3 separate regions of the Mus musculus genome follow, and regions 1 and 2 are each linked to region 3. Evidence: chromatin contacts called from public promoter capture Hi-C data. All regions are on one chromosome and are shown on one strand. Each heading gives the region's core, a stretch centred on a gene start, on an enhancer-like site or on the middle of the called end of the contact. The rest is flanking DNA. Distances are from core to core; before and after follow the strand shown. Region 1 holds the start of Sdr39u1 (short chain dehydrogenase/reductase family 39U, member 1). Region 2 holds the start of Mphosph8 (M-phase phosphoprotein 8). Region 3 holds the start of Bcl2l2 (BCL2-like 2).

What was found. Promoter capture Hi-C pulls out the DNA fragments that hold promoters and counts their contacts.
Region 1: a contact with region 3 is called in a promoter capture Hi-C map of pre-B cells, with 5 times the contacts expected there. The contact joins the promoter of Sdr39u1 here to the promoter of Bcl2l2 in region 3. A contact is called at or near these places in 5 of 39 promoter capture datasets (the C10 cell line, liver, neutrophils and 1 more), 1 of 484 Hi-C or Micro-C datasets (embryonic stem cells) and 2 of 9 other capture datasets (adipose tissue and liver).
Region 2: a promoter capture Hi-C map of pre-B cells shows a contact between it and region 3, with 5 times the contacts expected there. The contact joins the promoter of Mphosph8 here to the promoter of Bcl2l2 in region 3. A contact is called at or near these places in 3 of 39 promoter capture datasets (liver and pre-B cells).

What each region holds. Positions count from the first base shown.
Region 1 is chr14:55,898,506-55,902,064 of GRCm38.p6, reverse strand. It overlaps Sdr39u1 (short chain dehydrogenase/reductase family 39U, member 1), which reads left to right and starts at 1,833. Exons shown (of 6, transcript NM_001082975.1): 1 at 1,833-1,875; 2 at 2,145-2,251; 3 at 2,336-2,418; 4 at 2,760-2,881. The coding sequence starts at 1,860. It overlaps Khnyn (KH and NYN domain containing), which reads right to left. Exons shown (of 8, transcript NM_027143.3): 8 at 3,285-3,559.
Region 2 is chr14:56,666,741-56,670,119 of GRCm38.p6, reverse strand. Mphosph8 (M-phase phosphoprotein 8) reads right to left here and starts at 1,872. Exons shown (of 14, transcript NM_023773.2): 1 at 1,556-1,872. The coding sequence starts at 1,768. It also overlaps the pseudogene Gm4032.
Region 3 is chr14:54,882,091-54,885,631 of GRCm38.p6, reverse strand. Bcl2l2 (BCL2-like 2) reads right to left here and starts at 2,207. Exons shown (of 4, transcript NM_007537.1): 1 at 2,126-2,207; 2 at 1,748-1,835; 3 at 819-1,258; 4 at 1-248. The coding sequence starts at 1,250. The coding sequence ends at 99.

The DNA of each region.
Region 1 (3,559 bases), core at 584-3,083, 1.0 Mb before region 3:
ATGGCCAGGCAGGAACTCTGGTGGAGCAATAAGGACACCAACCCACCCACAAAACTTTTGACCCAAAATTTACCCTGTCTACAAGAAATGTAGAGGGCTGGTGAGATGGCTCAGTGGGTAAGAGCACCCGACTGCTCTTCCGAAGGTCCAGAGTTCAAATCCCAGCAACCACATGGTGGCTCACAACCATCCGTAACAAGATCTGACTCCCTCTTCTGGAGTGTTTGAAGACAGCTACAGTGTACTTACATATAATAAATAAATAAATCTTTAAAAAAAAAAAAAAAAAAAAAAAGAAATGTAGAGATTGGGGATGGAGCAGAGATTGAGAGAACAGCCAATCAGTAACTGGCCCAACTTGAGACACATACCATGGGCAAGCACCAATCCCTGACACTATTGATACTCTGTTATGCTTGCAGACAGGAGTCTAGCATGGCTGTCCTCTGAGAGTCTCCACCCAGCAGATGACTCAGACAGATAAAGACACCCACAGCCAAACAGTAGATGGAGCTGGGGACTCTTATGGAAGAATGTGAGGAAGAATTGCAGCCCCTAAGGGGATAGCAACTTCACAGGAAGACCAATCGAATCAACTAACCTGGACCTTTGGGGCTCTCAGAGACTTAACTACCACCAAAGAACATACATGGGCTGGACCTAGTCCTCCCTGCACATAGGTAGCAGATGTACAGCTTGGTCTTCCTGTGGGTCCCACATAACTGGAGTGGGGGCTATCCCAAAGGCTGTTGCCTGTGTGTGGGATATGTTTTTCTAGCTTGGCAGCCTTGTCTGGCCTCAGTGGGAAAGGATATGCACCAGACACCAAACTTGGTTCTTAAAGTCCCAGAAGACAGTGTGGTTTCTACTCAAGGCAAAAATGCAGCGTTTCTTGTTTGGTTTCAGACCAGGATTATGCCCAGGGACTGAGGCAAATATTTTACATTTTTACATGTTTACAAAGCAGACATGGCCTCCAGATTCTCCCATCATCCCTCAGACCCTACCTGGCATACCTTGCCTCCAACCTTGAAGTTTCCAGACCAGGGGCCTGGCTGCCCTTCCTCAAGAGGCTCTTCCCTATAAAATTCAGACATTTTGTGCTCTCTCCCTACCCCCTCCCCCATCTCTCCTTCTCCCACCCCGTGTCTCTCTCTGCTCGGTCGCCCTTTCTCTCTTTCTCCTCTCCCCCACTCCTCTCCATGGTGAGTCCCCTGGCCTTAATCCTTGGGGCCAGTTAACTCCCAATAAACCTGCCTTTAATGTAAACTAGTCTGGCTTGAATCGGCTCATTTCACCAGCGGTAGAGAAATGCCTATCATTTCTAAAAGGAAGGGAGAAAGAACAGTAATTTTGGCTGGGCGATCAATCAAAATGATCTACAACTGGGCATTAGACTTGGTGAACTATGTGTTCCTGGAGGGCCCTGAAACGGATGAACTGGGAAGCAGGGCACGGGTGGGATGCACGCTTGTGAGAGCCTTAGCTGCGGAAGCAAGGACAAGAGTGCGCACATGAACTGGAGAAGAAACTCTGACACCCTCGAGTCCTGACAGAAGGAGGCAGAACAGTGAGAAAAGATGAAGAAGAATTCCACAGTGCCCGCCCCCTCCCCACGCCCAGCGCTTCGCGGTCTAGAGTTGTTCTTTAGGAGCGGATCCTTTCTGCACTTCGTCCTCCATCTCTTTTGCGTCATCCACCCCTCTTCCCAGAGAAATTTATGGTCCTTCGCTATTACTATAACTCCTTCCGGGTCGGGGGAGGGTGGGGCACACCTAGTACTGAGATTCGCGTGAGGTGAGGCTCGTAGTCGCGTCCGGTGTTTAAATCTCGCGCAGGCGTGCTAGCTCCCTGTCGCTATGCGGGTGCTTGTAGGTGAGGGAGGGCAGAGTGGCGGGCCGGCTTAGGCTGTAGCCGAGAGCTGAGAAAACAGGCCCACAGGGTGCAGTCTCCTAAGCAGGCAACCTAGCCTTGGTTTCCCAGCCCCAAAAGCTGAATCTGTGCGACCCTGTGACTTTTGTCACCTCTGCATCGCGGGGTGGGTTGGAGAGGCCTGATGTCAGATGGGGACCGCACCCAAAGGGGCCGCCAGCAGATGACCTACCGCCACCCCGCTGAGTAAACAGTTTGTGCTCCCCCATCAGGTGGCGGGACGGGATTCATTGGGACAGCCGTAACCCAGCTGCTGAGAGGCAGGGGCCACGAAGTTAAATTGGTCTCCAGACAGCCTGGCCCGGGTCGAATCACGTGGGTAGGTCGAGCTTCTGGAAGGTGGGTGGGAGGGCAATTTGCGCGGGAAGGACAGTACCAGCCGGCACTGTACTTTCTCCCACAGAGTGAACTCAGTGAGTCGGGGCTGCCCCTCTGCGATGTTGTCATCAACCTGGCTGGAGAGAATATCCTCAACCCTCTGCGAAGGTCAACAGGGCCATAAAGCAGTTATCACCTGTACAGGGGGGAGAGAGGGTCGATGCCTGTGACCCGTGCATGGTAGACATAAACTTGTGCAAGTGTCCCCTTAAGCCTTTGGAGCCTGTTATATATCAGCGTCTACTAAAGCCCAGTGTTGTGGATAAAGAGATATAGCCCATGCCTATTGGGGGCCGGGGGAGAGAGTCCTATCTTCTTAGCCACCCCGAGCTATGCATTAAGACAGGCTTAGGACAACAGACTTACTGGGAGGGGAGCCGGATGAGTGGGGAGGATATGGTCTAGGTGCATGTCTGCACTTTTGACCTTTTCTTTCATTTTCTCTGCAGATGGAATGAAACCTTCCAAAAAGAGGTTCTTACGAGCCGCTTGGATACTACCCACTTGCTAGCCAAAGCCATCACCGAAACTGCGCACCCACCTCAGGCTTGGATTCTAGTCACAGGTGTAGGTACGCTCCCAAATCACCAGCCTCTTACATTAACGGAGCCAGGGAGAACAGAGCAAGCAGTTGAGGCACTTGGGGCTTGCACCCGAATCACAGGTCCTTCCCAGGGTCACTGCCTAGGCCTCCAGCCTTGCAGGTTCTTCCTGACCCAGATCTGTACTGTCACAGTCTGGTCTTTATGGGTGTGGAAAGGCAGAATGGGGGTGTGGGGTACTTGGCTAGAGAGCCTTTATTGGGAGCCCTCAGAGAAAGAGGTGTGGTACGGGTCCTAGTGCGCACAGAAGGCATCTCCCCACTCCCACACCCCTTGCTTTTTTGCACTGCAGTTCTTTATGAAGAGCTCCCTTTGTTGTGTCTCCTTTGAGACCACACAATTGCAAACAATTAAAATGAGTAGTAGCCACCATACTATTATATACATATTATTTAATCCTTACAACTTTATGAGGTAGGTACAGTTACTCCCATACTGAGGATGCAGATTTTTTTCATACGGAGAAGTAACTTGCCAAAAAAAAAAAAAGTCACAGATGTCAAGAATGGTCCAGTTCAAGCAGCTTAGCACCTACGTTTCTGTCCCTACCCACTACAAGCTAGCGGCCTCTGGACACAGCCTGACAGCCAAAAGCTAGATGTTCAGGCATGGACACACAGAGAAGCTCAAGGGGGAAACAGTTATGG
Region 2 (3,379 bases), core at 623-3,122, 1.8 Mb before region 3:
GGGGTATGCAGATGCAGAGGGAGCCTGGAGCCATTGTCTCTGTGGCTAAGAGTAATTTAGGATCCATTCCCAGTACCCATGTGGCAGCTCACAACTATTTGCAATTTCAGTTCCAGGAGAACAAATGCTCTCTTCTCGGCTCACAAATGTGGCACAGACAGACATAAGGCTGAACAACCATATACATAAAAATAACAATATAGGCTAGAATTTCGTCTTTAAAAAGAAAAAAAAAATCTCTACCATCAGGCCAGGCAGTGGTGGTCTTTAATCCCAGCATCCAGGAGGCAGATGCAGGCACATTTTTGAGTTTTAAGGCCAGCCTGGTCTAAACAGAGAAATCTTGTCTCAAAAACAAAACAAAACAAAACAGGAGTTCTCAGAGAAAAGCACCACTTTAAAGAAATGTCTACCATCAAGCCAACATGGCACAGGGTAAACAGCAGTCCATTAAAAAAAAAAGTTTGTCAATGGATTAAAAATTAAGATGAAAGTTGGCATATGGCAGATAACAAATGACAGAAAATACAACAGAAACAAAACCATCGTATAGGCACGATTCCTATCTACAGCCCTTATCTTCTCCTTTCTCCAAATTCCCATTTCGTTTACTCATTCAATAATCCCACAGCCGTGAGATAGATCTCTGTGGTAAAGCTCTTGCCTTGCATTCATGAAACCCTGGGTCCAGTACACGGTATCAGATAACGGCAACAACAAAATCAGCCTTTGCTGTTACTGGACTAAGTGTCCGTGATTCAAGCATTATTATAAACCACATCCCCTGATTAAAGGAGCCCACAATCTAGAGCAGAAAAGACAAATACAGAGATAAAAGACAATGACTTAAATAGAGGTAAGAGAGTAAGGACAGAACTGAGAAAGCACCTTTTTCTGCAGAGCTCGGGTAAGGGAAGAGAGGGGAGAAAAGGTATCACAAACAGATGGATCCCAAGCCTTGGAAATACAGACTAAGAATTTCTCCCGGGGACGACATTCGCAGCAAGGAGGATGTTAAGTGTTCAAGCACGATGTGCGAAGATTGTCCTTTCAAGCTTACTCTAAATCTCTTGAGTTACACTCATAAAACGCGCAGAAAAGGGACACTTTGGGTTGGGAAACCTTTACTGTCCCGGGCACTCGGTGTGAATGGGATTTCCTGAATTTAAGCCAAGGAGCATTTTCTACTTTTAGAAAACATTGGGACAACGGTGTAGAGAATCCTCCAGTCTTTCCTAACGGAAAGCCATGGCCCTAACCGTATACCCGAATGCTGAAGGCCACAGAAGTCTCCCACCAGCTGCCTTGCATCCTACGATTCTCAACATTCCATGTCACCGCTTCGTCTCTTCTGCCAAAACAACACTTAGAACTTCCCTAAGCATCCATCCTCCACCGACTGCGGCCAGGGTCCTCTCCAGGATGTCAGTCTGCGCCTACGGACCGCCACCGTCCTCCCAAGCTGTTCCAGGCTGTTCGGCGTCCCACTCGGATTCTCCCAACCCGCCGTCCCCGCCCCGGAGACTCCCTGTCCGGCCGCTCAGCCCCCACATACTCCCTCGCACTTCATGTCCAGGATCCTCTCCACCTCGAAAACGTCCTCCCCATCCTCCTCGCTGTCCCCAACGGCCACCGTTCCTTTGGTGGCTGCGTCCTTCTCTTCGTCCCCTGCTCCAACTCCTTCGGACTCGGGAGAACGGCCAATGCTGTCGGGAACTGACATAACTAGAGCGGCCGCACTCATGCCCTCCTCAGCCGCCGCCGCCATCACAGACGCAGTGCAAAACCAACGCGAAAAACCGCCGGCGACCCACAGCGGGACAGCACCGCGCGCCTGCCGCTCCGCCCTAATCCGCTCCAGCGGCGTGACTCGACCGTGAGGCAAGCCAGCCAATTGTGGGCGCCGAGCTCTGGATTGACACACAGAACGGCCAATCACGCAAAGGCGCGCTCCCCGGCTCCCTGGGGAGTTCACGGGAAGTGGATGGGCGGGTCGACGGACTCTGAGGAAGAACGCTGCCTCAGGGAAGAGCGGAAGGGCTCCCCTGGGGAGACTGCGAGGGGCGGTCCTAGCACCTCACCTCCCAAACTCCGGTGACGCCCGCTGCCTGAGGAGACCTGTTGTTTGGATTGTCGGAAGGAGACCATGAGGATTCTGGGAAAGGGACCCCCAGTGTTAGCGAGACCCGCCTGTGCGGAATGGCTGCCCAGGAATCCTTTCGTATGGTTTTGGCTGGCTTATATGGCGTCTGCGGTCGAATCAATTACATATAGCCTATAGGGATATTTCATTTTAGTGAGTAGCGTTTATAGATAGAGAATAGGGACCCGGAGGTGGTTCAGCAGATTACGGCCCTGGTCGCCAAATATGAGGACCTGAGTTTAATTTCCAAGGGCATACATAGCGAGAGAATTCCCCCAATATGTATTCTCTTCTGTCAGGAGAAAGGCCAATCTTTACAGCAAGACACTGTATCAAGTAATAATTTATGGGATTTACTTGTTGGGCTTTGAAAGTAGTTCAGTGATAGGGCGTTTGTCTGGCAGGTGATGGTTGGAGGCTTGGTCCTAGTAGCTGAGTAAAAGTTGGTTCTCTCCTTCAAAAGATAGAGCCCAGGTTGCCTGGCTTGGCCCCATTTGGGCTATACTTAATTAATTGGATCATTCACACCTGATAAACCAAGCCAAAACCACCTATGTGTTTGTTCCCAAGTTCCCTTGCTTCTTATTGAATTGAAAATATCAGAAGCAGGTGCGGGGTTGATGCAAGAGAAACGAGTAATATTGATGCTACAAAGGAGTCACTAGGAAGCGAGCCTGCGATATGATTGGAAGAGAATTACCAGGCTTATTACAAACTCTAGGAAAGACATTTTTGTGCCAACATTGAAGTTTTGGGTTGCTGAGAAAGTTTCTGTTAACGTTAGTGCACTAAGATTGACCTCCAATTAGACTCCATTTCCACAACAAAAGGAGACAACCCTAACTTACAACCAGCCATTAAGCCTATCCACCTTATTAAAAAAAAAAAAAAAAAAAAAGCCTCTAAGGGGCAGCTCAATGGCTGAGCCCCAAGTCACACCTATCATTAAGTCCTAGTTTGCCATTAAATCCCCTGTGCCCTTGTGAGGAAAAGCCTAACTCTGCTGGTAGGTAGGCAAGAGGACCCTGAATAACAACTATTTGAAAAGAACAACACTGGTGTATATGCTTAGAAATAATTCTGACTATCTTCGCTGTGTACCTCTTGTATCTGCCTGAGTGACTAGACTTTCAGTCTCCTGTCTGTATTAAAATTGTTCCAAGAGTAACCTGCATCTGGAACCTGAAAGAGATTTCAGAATAATAGCTTATGTGGCATGTATAAGCCGAAAATGAG
Region 3 (3,541 bases), core at 958-3,457:
CTGTTCCGTGACCATCCAGTTTCTTCCAAGGGCATTCGCTATTGTTCCAGCTCTCCTGGCCCCTAGCCACACCTAGCCCCACCTGGCCCTAGACTTTCTCACTTGCTAGCAAAAAAGGCCCCTACAGTTACCAGGGCCCCCAGTGCCACGGCCCCCGTCAGCACTGTCCTCACTGATGCCCAGTTCCCCTCCCGCAGACGCCGTGCCTCCTCCAGGGCCCCGTCCCCGTATAGAGCTGTGAACTCCGCCTGTGGGAGAGAAGGGAAGTAGAGAAAGGAGAAAGGGAGATCAGGAAAGGATAGTGGAGAGACGAGGGAAGGAAGAGTTCCAGTTCCATCCACTGTGAGCACTGCCCCCATCCCCAGCTGCTCCAGCCGAAGCTCTACTGCACACAAGCCCCTCCGAACCCCGTTCCTGGCTCCTCTGCACTGTCTACGTGATGTCAGCCCCATCCCTTCCATGGCAATAAAGTTCCGTTCAGAACTGGCATCCTTTGCTAAGGCTTGCCTAGCCATGACCCATCCCTGACCGGCCTCACCACCCATACTATGTACGCAGGGGTCACAATTATTCGCTGAAGGTTCTCTGTTTATAAAACTCTATATTCAGTCTTCTGCTTGGGACCGTGAAGCCCATCCAGCTACTACTACATGGTAGCCCTGGAGTACTGTGAGCTTGATGCTCTCAGTCTGATTCCACTTAAATAAGGGAACTCAGCCCTTCCCAGCACAACCCCAGCCTCCCATCAGAGGCCCTATTTTCCCATGAAGACCAACTTTGTAGAGGGATGCGGAGAGCAGCAATTGAGAACTTCTTACCCAGCCCCCACTGCTGTGGATCCAGTCAGCCAGACGTGTCTCCAGGTAGGCCACCATCCAATCCTGCACTTGTCCCACCAAAGGCTCCATTTCTTTGTTGACACTCTCAGCACACAGGGCAGCCCCAAAGACAAAGAATGCCACAAGACGGCCCCAGTTAGGGCCCCCTTGGAAAAGTTCGTCGGAAACCTGGGTGAAGCGTTGCTGGGCTGAGCCTGGGGTCACGTGTAGCTGAGCGGCCAGGTCAGAGAAGGTGCGGCGGAAACGGGTCTCAAACTCGTCTCCAGCAGCCCGCATGGCTTGGTGCAGCGGGTCGGCGGCTGGGCCTTCCCCAGGGCCAGCTCCACAGACATAACCCTTCTGCCTCAGCTTATAGCCTACAAAGTCAGCCACTAGAGCCCGTGTGTCTGGGGTTGAGGCTGGGGTCGCCATCCGGGCGGCTGAAAGGGGCAAGGATGACAGACTGACATAAATATAAGGAAATTATTGACAGAGAGCAAGAAGGGACATTTCCTATTTGATCAAGCTCCTGAGATAGGTGAAATGCTCAGAGGCACTGGGCAGGGCCAAGAAAGAGCAACGGATTTAAGTCATGGGGAGGTTCAGAGCATAAGCAGCTGGCCACGTATAACATGTCAAATTAAGTGTGCAACAGGAAATCTTATTTTTAGACTACTTCAGATTCCTTTCATACGACAGCACCAGCTGTATGCCACCTCTATACACACACACACACACACACACACACACACACACACACACACACACACACACACCCCTTTTTGGCTATAGGAAGGGGCTTAAGACCTCCCCAGGAGCATGATGCGAAGATGTTGGCAGAGGCACAAGATAGGGAGGAGACAGGGGCTGAATAGGAAGATGGGAAAAGCCAAGGGCTGTAATGGGGCAGAAAGGAAGAGGACACTTACCCAGCCTGGATGGCAGCTCTTAGGACCCAGTGCTGGTGGCAGGGAGCCCCCAGCTGAGGCCTTTCATCCTCCCGGCTAGAGTGGAGCCCTGAAAAGGGGAGGGAGAGAGAACTAGGTGGGAAAGGCCTGGGTCTGGCCCGGAAAGAACTGGAACTGCAGCGCCTGGGACTGGGCCCCTACCTCCAAAGCTTTGCCAGCTGTGGGACCGATTCCGTGTTTAATGACTGCCCTCTTGGGAAACCCGGGACCACGGGCTTCCTGCCGACACCATCTCTATTCCCGGTACCCCCAAGAGCAGCCCAAAGGCCCAGCTCCTCCCATTCCCCCACCCTTAGCTGGTCTCCAACCCCGCCCGCCAGCCAGGTTAAGGAATCTCACGGGTCAGGCCGCAGCCGGGATCCGGAATCCGGTTGTTTCCTGGTGGAGGAGCTGGGAGGGAGGGAGGGAGGGAGGGAGAAAGGGAGGAAGGGAAGGAAGGAAGGAGGGAGGAGGGGAGGGCAGGGAGGGAGGGCCCGGCGCCGGGTGATGATGGGACACAGAGATGCGTCCAGAGAGAGGGGCGGGGCTGGGAGGCAGGGCTGGGAAGAGCCACAACTCCAGGAAGAGAGGGCCATTGAAGGGCTGTTCAGAGGCCATAGTGACCTGTGCCGGCTGCCTGCGAAGCCCGCAGTGTCCCCAGAGAAACACACCGGGCCTCAGCAGCTCAGTGCAAATTCAGCATTTCCGGAAGGTCTCTTCTGTTCACGCACTTGTTGAACTTTCCAGCTTGGATTGCGTGCCTAGGAAAAGCAGAGCAGTTCCTATTAAGCTGGGAACAACCTCTTGCCCTTGTGGGGCTAGTAGAAACACTAAACACAAAAATACTTCCCCTCAGGACCTTTAATGCAGTGGGCTCTTCCTTGGCTGGAGTTTCAGCTAGGTATCAAGGTGTCAGGCCTTGGTTTACAGTGTCCACAAGCAATCTTCATCTTTTGTAATCAGATTGATTTTCTTTTCATTTGTTACCCACCACAGGAGTTAATTCTTACTATTTAAAACAAAAATCAAACAATAAAAGGCACAAATTGATACAAGCTTACTAATCTTACACACCCTCTCTAAATACAGGTTACCAATGTTGGGTTAATACCTGTTTTACAGATTACATATATCTATAATTTACATGTGAATATCTACATTCACATATACATGGATTATATATACATTTATCCATACACATATGTTTATATAAATATGTGCTTTTATATATACACATACAATATAAATATGTTTATAAGTATAAATATATATGTTATATATAATTTATAAATGTATCAATATACATATAAATATAAAGTATATCAGTATAGTATATGTAAATATTTTTATATTTTTATATATTCCATATACATATTTATAATATACACATATATGTATATATAATATACATATATCTATTTATATGTGCATTTATGTATATATATATATGTAAAAATATGTATATATAAAAACCGAGTGTGTGTGTATTTTGAAACATGGTTTCTTCTCTGTGTAGCCCTGGCTGCCCTGGAACTCACTTCTATAGAGCAGGCTGGCCTCGATCTCACAGGGATTGGCCTGCCTCTGCCTCAGACACTATGGGATTAAAGGCCCGAGGCACCACTATCCAGCATGTGATAATATCTTTCTGTAGAGCAAGTTTCCAGGGCAAGAAGCTTTCTGACTACAGCAGATCCACAGGAGGGCACTCATCAGTGTGCTGATCCTCCCACCTCTCCCCCCACCCAGGACTCCTGAAGGTTGCCATTTCTTCAG